Linked DNA regions of Sus scrofa: region 2 is linked to region 1. Evidence: chromatin contacts called from public Hi-C data. All regions are on one chromosome and are shown on one strand. Each heading gives the region's core, a stretch centred on a gene start, on an enhancer-like site or on the middle of the called end of the contact. The rest is flanking DNA. Distances are from core to core; before and after follow the strand shown.

What was found. Hi-C and Micro-C count contacts between places; a contact is called where the count stands out from the background.
Region 2: a Hi-C map of embryonic fibroblasts shows a contact between it and region 1, with 2.0 times the contacts expected there. The contact joins the promoter of THY1 here to the promoter of CCDC153 in region 1. A contact is called at or near these places in 1 of 5 promoter capture datasets (fetal skeletal muscle) and 1 of 47 Hi-C or Micro-C datasets (embryonic fibroblasts).

What each region holds. Positions count from the first base shown.
Region 1 is chr9:46,411,169-46,416,946 of Sscrofa11.1, forward strand. CCDC153 (coiled-coil domain-containing protein 153) reads right to left here and starts at 1,268. Exons shown (of 7, transcript XM_021062967.1): 1 at 539-1,268; 2 at 177-258. The coding sequence starts at 541. CBL (E3 ubiquitin-protein ligase CBL) reads left to right here and starts at 5,769. Exons shown (of 16, transcript XM_003129932.4): 1 at 5,769-5,778.
Region 2 is chr9:46,607,015-46,612,815 of Sscrofa11.1, forward strand. THY1 (Thy-1 cell surface antigen) reads right to left here and starts at 3,045. Exons shown (of 3, transcript NM_001146129.1): 1 at 3,009-3,045; 2 at 2,177-2,512; 3 at 1,588-1,700. The coding sequence starts at 3,045. The coding sequence ends at 1,588.

The DNA of each region.
Region 1 (5,778 bases), core at 18-2,517:
TGATTTCCCCACATTCACAGCTTCATGGAACCGAAATGTGAGGCTATGCAGGGGAAGGTCAAGGCAGCTCTGTCTTGTCCTGCAGAGGCTGAATTCTCTCTGAGGGACCTCTGCTTGGTCTCTGAGACAGAACATGGAGAAGCAGGGGGCACCCATCTCCACACAATCTGACTCACCAGCACCTGCATTCTTTTTCTTCTTTTGTGCTCCAGCTTTTGTCCCTTTTTCTTTGGTCTTACGTGGCATCTCCTTGCTGTCCTGGGGGAAGGAAGGAACTTACATTTAGGTCTGGACATGAAGTTGCTCTCCTGACCCCCCCGACTGAACCAGGAGTCCCAGAGGCAACTCCAAATCTGTCTTTTATACTTTACAGAATCTTTTGTTCTTGGTCTCCTCGGAAATTTAGACGAAGCTAGGGCCAGTGGTAAGGATGGAGCTGTTTCCCTTTACCATTCAGGCTCTTAGTACAGAAATCATTCCGCTCAATTATCTTTCAGAGAAAATAAATCTTATTACCTGGTCCCTTCCCTCTTCTCACCATCCTTACCCTGCCTCTTCCTTCCTGCAAGATCCTCTCTTGCCTCTGTTGTGTCTCCCTGTGGTGCAACCACTCATGAGGAGAGGCAGAGGGAAGGCCCAACCAGCTAGGAGCCTGAGAAGGAGACTGGGTACTGGGAGCCAATCCAGAGTGGCAAATTTCCTTCAAGGGCGGGGCTGAGAACCAGAGGGTTGGGTTTCTGGAGGCTACATGTTGTCCAGGCAACTGGGAAACATGAGGTTCATAGGAAGGTGGAATGGGATATATACAAAGCTTAAAATACCAAGGTCTCAAAGGGTCAATTCTCTTCTTTCCCCCAAATCCTAAGTGTAGTTTGAAGAGAAAGGGCTTTGGAGCTGACTAGCTATAATTCACTTCCATGTAGCACTGCCTGCAATTTGAAGACTCACAAATTACAGATTTACACGTCTGAAATGGCACTTCCCTGCCGATTCAGAGGAAAAGGACTGATGGTAGCCATTTTGGTCAACTTACACCCCAGGTGTAATCAACTAAATGATATTTTTAGGCTTAAAACTGAAGATCCCCTTCAGCAAGTCATTCTGTGGTATATGAGGGAAAAACAAGCAGGAGAAGGTGGTCCAGAGAGTTTCCCATTTCAGAGAAATGAGACGCAGAGAAGAGGCAAATTCAGGACCTCAGGATGCTGACACAGAGATGCTGGTGGAGAAGGAAGGGCACTGATTAGAGGCAATTGCTGTGAGTTCTTATCCCTTCTCCGGATACGTAAACTTGGGCAAGTCTTTTGATCTTGCTTGGCTTCAGTTTCCTAGTCTTTAAATCCTTGATTTGGGGAGTTCCCGTCGTGGGTCAGTGGTGATGAACCTGGCTAGGATCCATGAGGATGCTGGTTCAATCCCTGACCCCGCTCAGTGAGTTAAGGATCCGGCATTGCCGTGAGCTGTGGTATAGGTCACAGACACGGCTCAGATCCAGCGTTGGTGTGGCTGTGGTGTAGGCCAGCATCTGCAGGTCTGCTTTAACCCCTAGCCTGGGAACTTCCATATGCCAGGCGTGCGGCCCTAAAAAGCCAAAACATAAACCAAAACCCCAATAAAAATTTTTTTGATTTTATAAATCTTGAAAGGCTTGGGTTTTCACCAGGTATTTATAGGGCTATCTTTTTTCACGGTGACTTAATATACAGACTCTCTTCCCCTATTCCCTCATGTGGTTGATTTTCACACAGGTGCCGAGAAAATAGCTTGCTTGGCTCTGCGGTATTAAGTTGATTGGGGCTCCCTCTAGTGGACTTATTTGACCTTCTCCGGAGTCTCCTACATTTTTCTATTTAAATCAGTTAGTAAGCAATGTGGGGGTGCCTCCCCCACTTAGGGATAGTTCCTAGCCTCTTCCGGGAGTCATGAGTAGTTGGAAAAATCAGTCTGGGGAAGGGAGAATGGTGGGGGCTTTGCCCTTGTCAGGCAGCCCTCCCTTCACCCCACCCTCCTCCAGCCCTTGCTGCTGGGAGCTTTGTCATCCATCTGCCCCCTGGATCTCTGTTTACCACACTGGCTAGAATGAAAACAACAGAAATTTTAGGCCTTTCCCCCTTGTGGATTAAGGGAACTATAGACTCTTCTTCCTTCTTTCTTCTGTTTTTTCTTTTTAAGGGCCGCACTCTCGGCTTATGGAGGTTCCCAGGCTAGGGGTCGAATCAGAGCCATAGCAGCAGCCTATTCCGTAGCCACAGCAATACGAGATCCAAGTCGCATCTGCAACCTACACCACAGCTGGCTGCAATGCTGGATCCTTGACCTACTTAGTGATGCCAAGGATTGAACCCACAGCCTCATGGATACTAGTTGAGTTTCAAAGCCCCAAGCCATATTGGGAATACCCAGACTCTTTCTTTAGATATTTCTCCCTATTTCTGTCCCCCTCAACATTTTTGGCCAAATGCCTGTTGTCAGGAACCGATCTGAAGAAATAGCCATGAGGTTTGGGGGAAAGAAAAGTCCTTCTAGGGATCAGGTAGATTTAGGCAGAAGCTGATGCATGTTTATTTGTCTCCTCATGGCTGCAGGGTACTTCTCAGACTCTGTGGAGATTTTACAGAGTAAAGGAAAGAACTGGTCTTGTTCTTCTAGATGTGAATAGTTCCTGTACTTATTTGCAGATAACCTGCACATTTCCTAAATCTGGAAACAAGTTTTCTTCTAATTTCAAAGCATGTTTTCCATTTATCCCCACCCCCACCCCCAAGATCCCTCTCTCCCTGCCTAGGAATGCAGTAGAGATTGCTGTCCTGGTCCTTCTCATACGGAAGCCTATTTGGGGAATTTTCCAAGGGATAATTAGTGTCTCGGTATGCTGATGCACAGTGATATATTGAGGATAGAGATTACAGAATACAAACAACATCTCATGCCGCAGAAGAGCATTTACTTTTCAAATATGTTCAGTCAACCGACTTTCAGGTGCAGAATGAGGATGTGGTTTGGGGTGAAGATGAAATGGAATAAGAAGAGTGCTACATGTCACATGATGTGATACAAACTGAGCCAGCTCTAGAATAATCCAGGAATGAGAATGGCACTGTGAGCAACAATTCAATCTCTAGGACATTTTGAAAACAAGCCAAGTGAAAATTGTGAGAAAAAAGTCAATCTTTCCTTTTTTTCACCTATAAACCTCAGTTTAGAGGTAAAAATAGGAAAGATCATTTCAGCAGAACCCTGTCTTCCTTTGAAGAGGATCCTATCCAGGAGTTTTAAGGAGATACACAGGAGAGATTCTACTGCATTCCAATGTGAGAGATAAGTCATTGCATATGACTTATGGATAAGTCCATTGTGTATGGAAAGAAATATGGCTTACTGCAGCAGAAGCAAAGGACAAATTATATATTACATATTATTATAACTCTATTCTATACAAACCATACTGAACATAATATAAATGGTAAGACTTAAACTAAGCCAGAGATGTGGATGTGACCTGCAAGCTCATACACAGCTCCAAAGATTAATTTCTTGCCTATACTCCATTAAATCTAGGATTTGACTATGAGGGGAAAAAGTACCCTTGTGTATCTGCACTGTGCCAGCTACTGTGGAAGACCAGAGCCAATAAGATAGTATAGCATGGGAGTTCCCATTGTGGTGCAGGGGAAACAAATCCGACTAGCAACCATGAGGTTGCAAGTTTGATCCCTGGCCTCTCTTAGAGGGTTAAGGATCCAGTGTTGACGTGAACTGTGGTGTAGGTGGCAGCTGCAGCTTGGATCCTGTGTTGCTGTGGCTGTGGTGTAGGCCAGTAGCTGTAGCTCCCATTAGACCCCTGGTGTGGGAACCTCCATATGTCAGGGGTGCAGCCCTGAAAAGCAAAAAAAAAAAAAAAAAAAAAAAAAAAAAAGGATAGTATAGCATAAATTAATGTGGTAGGTGAGAAATAAATGGTTCTGGAAAGTTTGAGGGAAGGATTATTTCTATCTAGAGTGTCTGGTAAGGAGGACAATATTTGAGTTGACTATGAAGAATGGCTTGAGGAGTTCCGTCGTGGCACAGTGGGAACAAATCCAACTAGGAACCATGAGGTTGCAGGGTTGATCCCTGGCCTCACTCAGTGGGTTAAGGATCATGCCAAGAGCTGTTGTGTAGGTGGCAGGCGAGGCTGGGATCTGATGTTGCTGTGGCTGTGGTGTAGGCCAGCAGCTGTAGTTCTGATTGGACCCCTAGCCTGGGAACCTCCATTTGCCAAGGTGTGGCCCTAAAAAGCAAAATAAATAAATAAATAAAATTGAAAAAAGAATGGCTTGAACTTTAGTAGCACACACTTTAGGCAGAGGGCATCTGAGTAATGGTAATGAGAAGAGAAGGAATTCTGGTATTTTGTAACTTGATGAGCATAGGATACAGATATTGGAACAGTATAAAACTACTGTAAGGCTGTTTGGTGTTAGATCATGACCGTTAACTTCAGGAGGTAACAGGGATGTTTAAAGTGCTTTTTTGTGTGTGACGGTGTCAGAGCTAGACTTTAAGAACACTGGCTTGGTAGCAGAATGGATTGGCGGTGGCAGGGAAATCAGTGAGGAAAGTGTTTCAATAGACCAAGGAAGAGAGAAGGAGGATTGACAAGTAAGGGTGGAGGCACTAGGGATGCAAAATCTTGACAATTATCTAAGAGCTTTGCCTAGATTTTTTTCTTTAGACATTTTAACTCTTTCTAGGTAGGAACTGATTAATGGAAATTCTACTGATAGGGAATGACTCCACTGATAGATGAAGGCCATTGAATTGCAAACCAAGGATGTCTGGCTGAAGAGTGCTCAAGTGCGGAGATATTTTTTCCCCTCTTACAGGATCATTTGATAAGCTTAATCCCCTAATCAGTCAAGAGCTTTGTGGAAGAACCAGGCATGGAATCTAAGGAGGAACTGAGTACTTATTGACACACTGGGGCCTGCAAGCTCCCAAAGCTGAGGTTCAGAATTAGCAAATTAGGGCAGGGCACTTCCTTCTTTAGGAGGGAAGTTCTTTTTTTTTTTTTTTTTTCAAAGCTCTTCCAACAGAACTTTTAGATTAGAAACTGACGTGACTGGAAACCGCCTTTCTGTTTCATGGGAGCAGTGAGTATTCCTCAGGCCTGGGCTTGAAGGTCACAGTTTCCATGCTGGGGGCCTGATGTTAGATATGCCCACCTGCAGAGCAATGCGCTGAGCAGGGTAACTTAAGAAAATATTCAATTCCCAGAAAAGGAACTAGTATTCAAAGGGAAAAAAAAGGGAGAACTATTTTGTTTTCAGAAGGTCAAAGGGCCTGGAAGAAAAGCTTGCGGCCTGAGTGTCTCAAGATTTTCTGGGGTCTAAACAGGATGCAACAATCTGCAGCAGTCACATTCCTGTGCTTGGTCCCGACTTAACAAGTTTAGAACACTAACTTCCCTTTTTCACCCACAATGTGAAGAAACAAATAACTTTAAGTTCAATTTCCTCATCTGTCAGGTGTGGAGGAAAGGCTAGACGACGAGATTCTTTCAAGAGCTACCTGTCTTAATTTAAAGGCTCCAATAACCCTCTCCAAGAGCAACGACCAACCACCCATAAGGAATATGGAGGGCTTGACTGCTACCCAGTGCGCAGACTCCATGTTAGACCCCGCCCCGTCCTTTCCCCGCTCCTCCAGCAGGGGGCACTGGCGTGAAGGTTCTGCCTGGGCCCGCCCCCCCGGGGCAGGGACTCCGGAGGCGGCGCGGAAACTTGGCCGCCGCTTTCC
Region 2 (5,801 bases), core at 1,795-4,294, 200 kb after region 1:
GTGTTTCTTTTTCTTTTTAAACATTTTTTTTATTATAGCTGATTTACAATGTTCTGTCAATTTCTGCCGCGCAGCAAAGTGATACAGCCATACATCCATATACATTCTTTTTGACAGGGCATTTCTGAGATCAACCAGATCTGAGAGGAAAACATGGACTCTGCACCTTCGTGCTTATTAGCGTATTCTGGAACCAGCGCCATGTGGCTTAACTCACACATGCGCAGGTAAGGTCATTCCCGCCAGGTGAATCAGCAGAGATGGAACATTCATTTATCGTGTTGGGTTGGGGTGGTTCTGAAGAGCCTGTCAAGCATTGGTCCATCCTTGGGGGCCGGGGTAGGGGTGGGGGTGCAGAGAGGAAGGCCTTGCTGAAGCAGGTAAGGGGGGGAGGAAGAGGTGGTGGGTTGGATCTTCCGGCTAGGGGGTGGGGGCGGGCCTGGGGAGAGAGGAGCAAAGCAGAGACAGAGGACAGATTCCAGAGGCTTGGTTTTATTGTACAATATTCTTTTTCCTCAATGAGATGCCATAAGCTGTGTGACACTACACACGGTCACAGGACAGGGCAGAGCCGCCAGGTGGGGGAGCTGGGTGTTGGGAAAAGCATGTCCCGCTCATGGGTCTCACCCCATGGCCTCCCTCAGGCCCCCAGCGGACCCCGAGAAGGCAGGCCTGTGGGGCAGGATGCTGTCTGAAGGCTCAGGCACTGATGGGGGAGGAGGGCAGAGCCTCCCAGAGAAACACTTGGGCCAGACTCTGTACGCCTCTGGGGCTCCACCTGGCCTGACTTCCTGCCCCCGGGTCAGAGTTCTGGAAGCTCTTAGGAACTTTTGATAGCCTGGGAAGGGGCTTGTCCTCCTTCGCCACCCTCCCAACTGCTGGTCGAGATGCTGGACTCCCATTTGTAGTTTCCTCAGGAGGGGAGGGATGATGGACCCTCTTCCCCTGCCTCTCCAGCCCCTCATCACTGCCTTCCAGGCAGAATCTCCATTTTCACTGGACCATGCCCTGGGCCCAGGCACGTGCGCTGGGGTAAGAAGACTGCCTTTTTTCTGCCACAGAAAGTGTTTCCGGGGATGCTGAGTTGTCTCCTCACCTGATGGGCCACAAGCGCTTGGCACTCCCCTCACATCGGAGCTCTTCAGGCACCATCCCTCCTGCTGAAAGAGGTGCTAAGGCCCCCCTCCTCGTCCAGGTCTCTCCCAGGCAAGGATGACAGCCCCCTGGGTCTGGTGCCCCTCCCTCCTACTACCCTTCCATCCCCCCCACTCTCCATCAGGCCCCCAACCCTGGCTTCCCTTTTCACAAACTCCAAAGAAAAGGAAGGACAAGCCCTAAATAAACCAGACAGAAAGCAGCTCTGGAACAAAGAGGACGAATAGCCAGTGGCGTGCGGAGAGGGTACGAGGTGGCGGTGGGGGAGAGGGGGATAATGGCATGCAGCACTGGGAGTCCTTAGGAGCGGTGGGGTCCCCAGTTCTCCCCAAGGTGTGTGAGGGGTTGGGGGGAGGGGGTCAGCTGACTCAGAGAAGTAGGGTCTCTGCACTGGGCCTTGTGGCTTCGTGTATCTTCCACGGGCCCCATCAGTCACAGGGAGATGAAATCCATGGCCTGCAGGAGGGGCAGCGAGAGCAGAAGCAGCAGCAGCCACGAGGTGTTCTGGATTAGCAGGCTTATGCCCCCACACTTGACCAGTTTGTCTGTGGAGAGAACGGGGTGGAGAGGCAGGGCAGGAATGAAGAGGGACCAGGACTCAGCAGGCCCAGGCCCAGAGCAAGGCCGCCCTCCCATGGCGTCTGGGCTGGAACCAGGGCCAACCTGGTGGAACAGAACCAACCATCTTTCCCATTTGCCAGTTCCGGAGCCCTTGAACAAGTATCATCACCAGAGAACTATGGCTGACGTAGCTAGTGCCATCCCGTTTTCCAGGTGGCGAGAAGGTGTAGGGATGCCAAGTGACCTGCCCGCAGTCATGGGGGAAGTGTCCGCCACCACCGTCCGCCCGTCTGCCTGTCCCCTTAGCCCTTCCCCTGTTCTCGCTGAGGGCATGATTTCCGCCGGGAACAGGCAGCAGTGCGGGGAGAGGGGAAGGGTCGGGAACCACTGTCCTCTCGGGCCCGTTCCTCCCCAGCCCACCTCTCCCAGCTCACTCAGTCTTGTCGGGGGCTTGCCTCACCTCTGAACACAGAGATATTCTTGCTGGAGATGCTGGGCGTCTGGCCAGAGAGGTGGAGTTCGCATGCGTAGATCCCCTCATCTTTGGTAGTGAAGCCTGATAAGTAGAGGACCTTGATGTCGTACTTGCTGGAGAAGTTGGTTCGAGAGCGGTAGGAGTGCTCAGGGACCCCCACAGTGCCCAAGAGCACGTGCTTCTTTTTCTCGCGGGTCAGGCTGAACTCGTACTGAATGGGCAGGTTGGTGGTATTCTCATGGCGGCAGTCTAGACGAAGGCTCTGGTCCACCAGGCAGGCTGTCAGGCTGGTCACCTTCTGTCCACGGGCCACCTGCAAGACTGACACCAGCAGTGCCCCCTCCAAGTTGGGGAGGACCTGCAGAGCAGGGGAGCTCCCCACCCATATTGACAGCAGAGAAGGGCCTGGCTAGGGAGGGCATAGGGGTCTGCTCTCTGAGTACCTCTCTCCACCCAGAGGTCCGTGAGGGCTAGTCCGCCTTCCCCAGGGCAGACGCCAGCCTATCTCCCTCGTCTCCTCCAGTCCTGGGTCCCACCAGTATGTTCCAGTGGCAGGAGACCTCGGGGAGTTGATGCAACTTCCCGGTCCCCAATGGGAGATTTCCAGCTCAATATGGGGCAGGCTCAGAGACTTGTGTTTCTAAAAACCATCCCAGGGAGTCAGATCAACTAGGCTGCTCAGCTGACTTAGGGATGAAAAGGAGCCCTCTCTCCCTTAGTCACCCCTGCCTTCTGAGGTTGTGTGGAAGAAGCTAGCTTCTCTGAGGGGAAGGAAGCCAGGGTGCTTGGAATCCCAGCCCCGCCGCCCGCCTGGTACCTGTTAGCAAGAGAGCGATGCCAATGGTAGGGTTCATGGTGCCGGGGAGCTCAGTCCTGGACCTAGGCGTGCAACAGGGTGGGAATCAGCCAAGAGGCGGGGCAGGTGTGCCCACATTTACTGCCAGGCCTGGGGGCCCCTGGGAGACATGCCATAATGGCCATGGGGGGCATCCAAGCCCCTCTCTGTAGCCCTCTCCCCTCCCACCTCTCAGTGAATGTGACAGACACTCGGCTCTTCCCAGTCAGAGAAAGCAAGAGGGATGGAGAACATACCCTTTGGTGGTGGGTATCTGTGCTGAATGCTTACTAGTTGGGTGACTTTGAGTAAGTGTCTTGAAATTACCACTTCCTCTTCCCTTCAGGAAGATAGGGACTTCCTATTTTTTAGTAAAATTCGCAGAACATAACATTTATTATTATAACCATTTTTGGCGGGGCTGTGCCTGTGGCATGCAGAATTTCCCCAGCCAGGGTCAAACCTGAGCCACAGCAGTGACAATGCCTAGTTCTTAACTCCCAGGCCACCAGGGAACTCCTCTCCTAAACCATTTTTAAGTGTACAGTTCAGAAGTGTTAAGTTCATTTACATTGTGGTGCAACCAATTTCCAGAACTCTTGACATCCTGCAAAACTAAAACGCTCTACCTGTTAAACAAAGACTTCCTATTTCGTATTCAGAAGAAAATCCCCGATGGCCAGACCTTTCTGGCAGATAACAGATGCCTGAAAGATACTGAACGAAACTGGGCTTTAGATACATAACACGGGGCCGTGATGGAGATTAAGAAAAATGACAAACATTTGGCACTGTAAGTAAGTGATCCACAAACATTAATTTCCTTTCTCTTAGATGACTGTGTGGCCAGGGATGACGTCAGGTATGTGTGGGGCCCCAGGTAGGATTGTACTTGGCCCACAGCGAAGGGTGTGAGGAAAACGGCAGTGCTGTCCTATTGCAAATGCGTGCATGTGTTCTCTGCCTTGGAACCAAGACCTTTCCAATTCTCTAGCTCTCCAGGAGGAATTCTTGGGCTTGCAGTTTTCCAGTTTGGCTTCCATAGCCTCCCTGCCTAGGTTCTCTGCCCTGTCTTATTTTTGCAGCCTAGGCTGAATCAATATTCTGGCAAGGAGACACAGAGCAGGTAGCCTAGCCTGTCCGCAGCGGAGTTCTCCAGGGAGAGGCCACAGGAGGGGGGTCGGCCGGGTGCGCAGGGCGCGCGACTCGCGGCTTCCAGGGTCCCAGGCGTTCAGCCCAGCTCCCAGAGGTGGGGAGGGAGGGGCGAGGCTGGGGTACTGCGGCGCCCGCGGACGCAGTCAACTCCTTCCCAGACCCCTGCCGAGAGGGACCCGGAGGTGCTGCTGGGGAAGAAAGGGGGACTGACATCTGGTTTTGATTAGCGGACGCTGAGTTACAGAGGAGGAGTGTGAGCTCGGGATCCAGGAGAGGAAGGGGTAGAAAGGAAGAAACGGGGCTGGGGCTGGCAGGGGATGGAGAGCCAAAGGGAGGGGTAGACAGCTGGTAGGGGAGGCGCAGTCTGTTTTCGTTTCCTGGGTCCCCGCAGCTCAGAACCCGCAGAAGCTTTGCGTTCCCTCCCTCTCAGCACGCGTTCGACTAACCCCACCCTTATTCCGTCTCCCCATTCCAATCTCCTCCATTCCCAATTGAAGTCCCCCTTCCCCCTCTCTCATCCTTTTCCAGTTCTCGCCTCCCCCGTCTGCCTGCCTTCCTCCCAGTCCCCGCCCGCGGCACTGCGGTTTCCCGTTCCTTGGATGCCCCGCACCCAGCCTGTCGCGAGGTCGGAGGGCAGAGATTCCCTCTAGTTTGGGGTCCTCGGTTCTCTCCCCCGAGTTTCGTCGCCCCCCGCCCCTGTCTTTGCAAGCGGGGCTTGGGGATGTGTGGGTGGCGAGCAGAACCCAAAACTGTCCTTGGCGCCCTTCCTCCCAGTTCTCCTCCAGCGCCCCCGCCCCAGGCAAACGTCCTCCGAGCGGGCGAAAGATGCGTTGCGGCCCCCGGCCTGCAGCCTTGGCGTCCGGCTCCCGCCCCTGCCTGGGAAGCAGACCCCTCCCCAGGCCCTGCACTGCTCCTTCCCTGAGCGCCCTCGGATGGTTTTCTGAAGCTTGGGGTCTGGAGAGCTTGCAGGGGCACCGAGGGCGCTCCGGGCCCCGCCCTGGCTCCAGTTCCCACCTGGGTTCCGGTCCCTCGCCGCCGCAGACTGCTCCGGACACGCCGCCGCCTCCAGTTGCTGCACCCTGCCCGGCACCCGCAGTTTTCACCAAGGGTGGGAGAGGAGGGGCGGGGAGGACCCGGGGGCTCGGCCAATCAGAGGCTGAGTGGGGAGCGAGAAGGGGTGGCAGAGGGAGGAGGAGGCGGTCCGATATTGGTGTGGGAGAGTGGCGGTCTGCAGTAAAGGGGGGCCCTCCCCCTGTGGCCGTTAGGCCTGGGCAGGGCAGGGAGGGTTCTGGACACTAGAGAGAAGGGCGGGGCCGCTCAGGGTGTGCCAGCCGACCCCCAGAGCCCCGCAAAATCGGTCCCCTTTTAAGGCTTTAACCCTTTCTTCTGACCCCGGCTTCAGAAGCCGGTGGGAGAGGGGTAAGGAATGGAGGATGGAGGTTAGGCAGCGCCCATGCCTCCTCCTTCCCTTTTCATCTGGAACCCATCTCCACGGGAACCTCTAGTGAGAGGTTTTGGTGTTGGAATATTACAGGCTTTCTCCAAAGAAAGATGGTGGGAGTGTTTTTCCACGTTGGAGCAGCATTTTCAGAAGCAAGGCAGGTACTGCGCCTGGTCTTC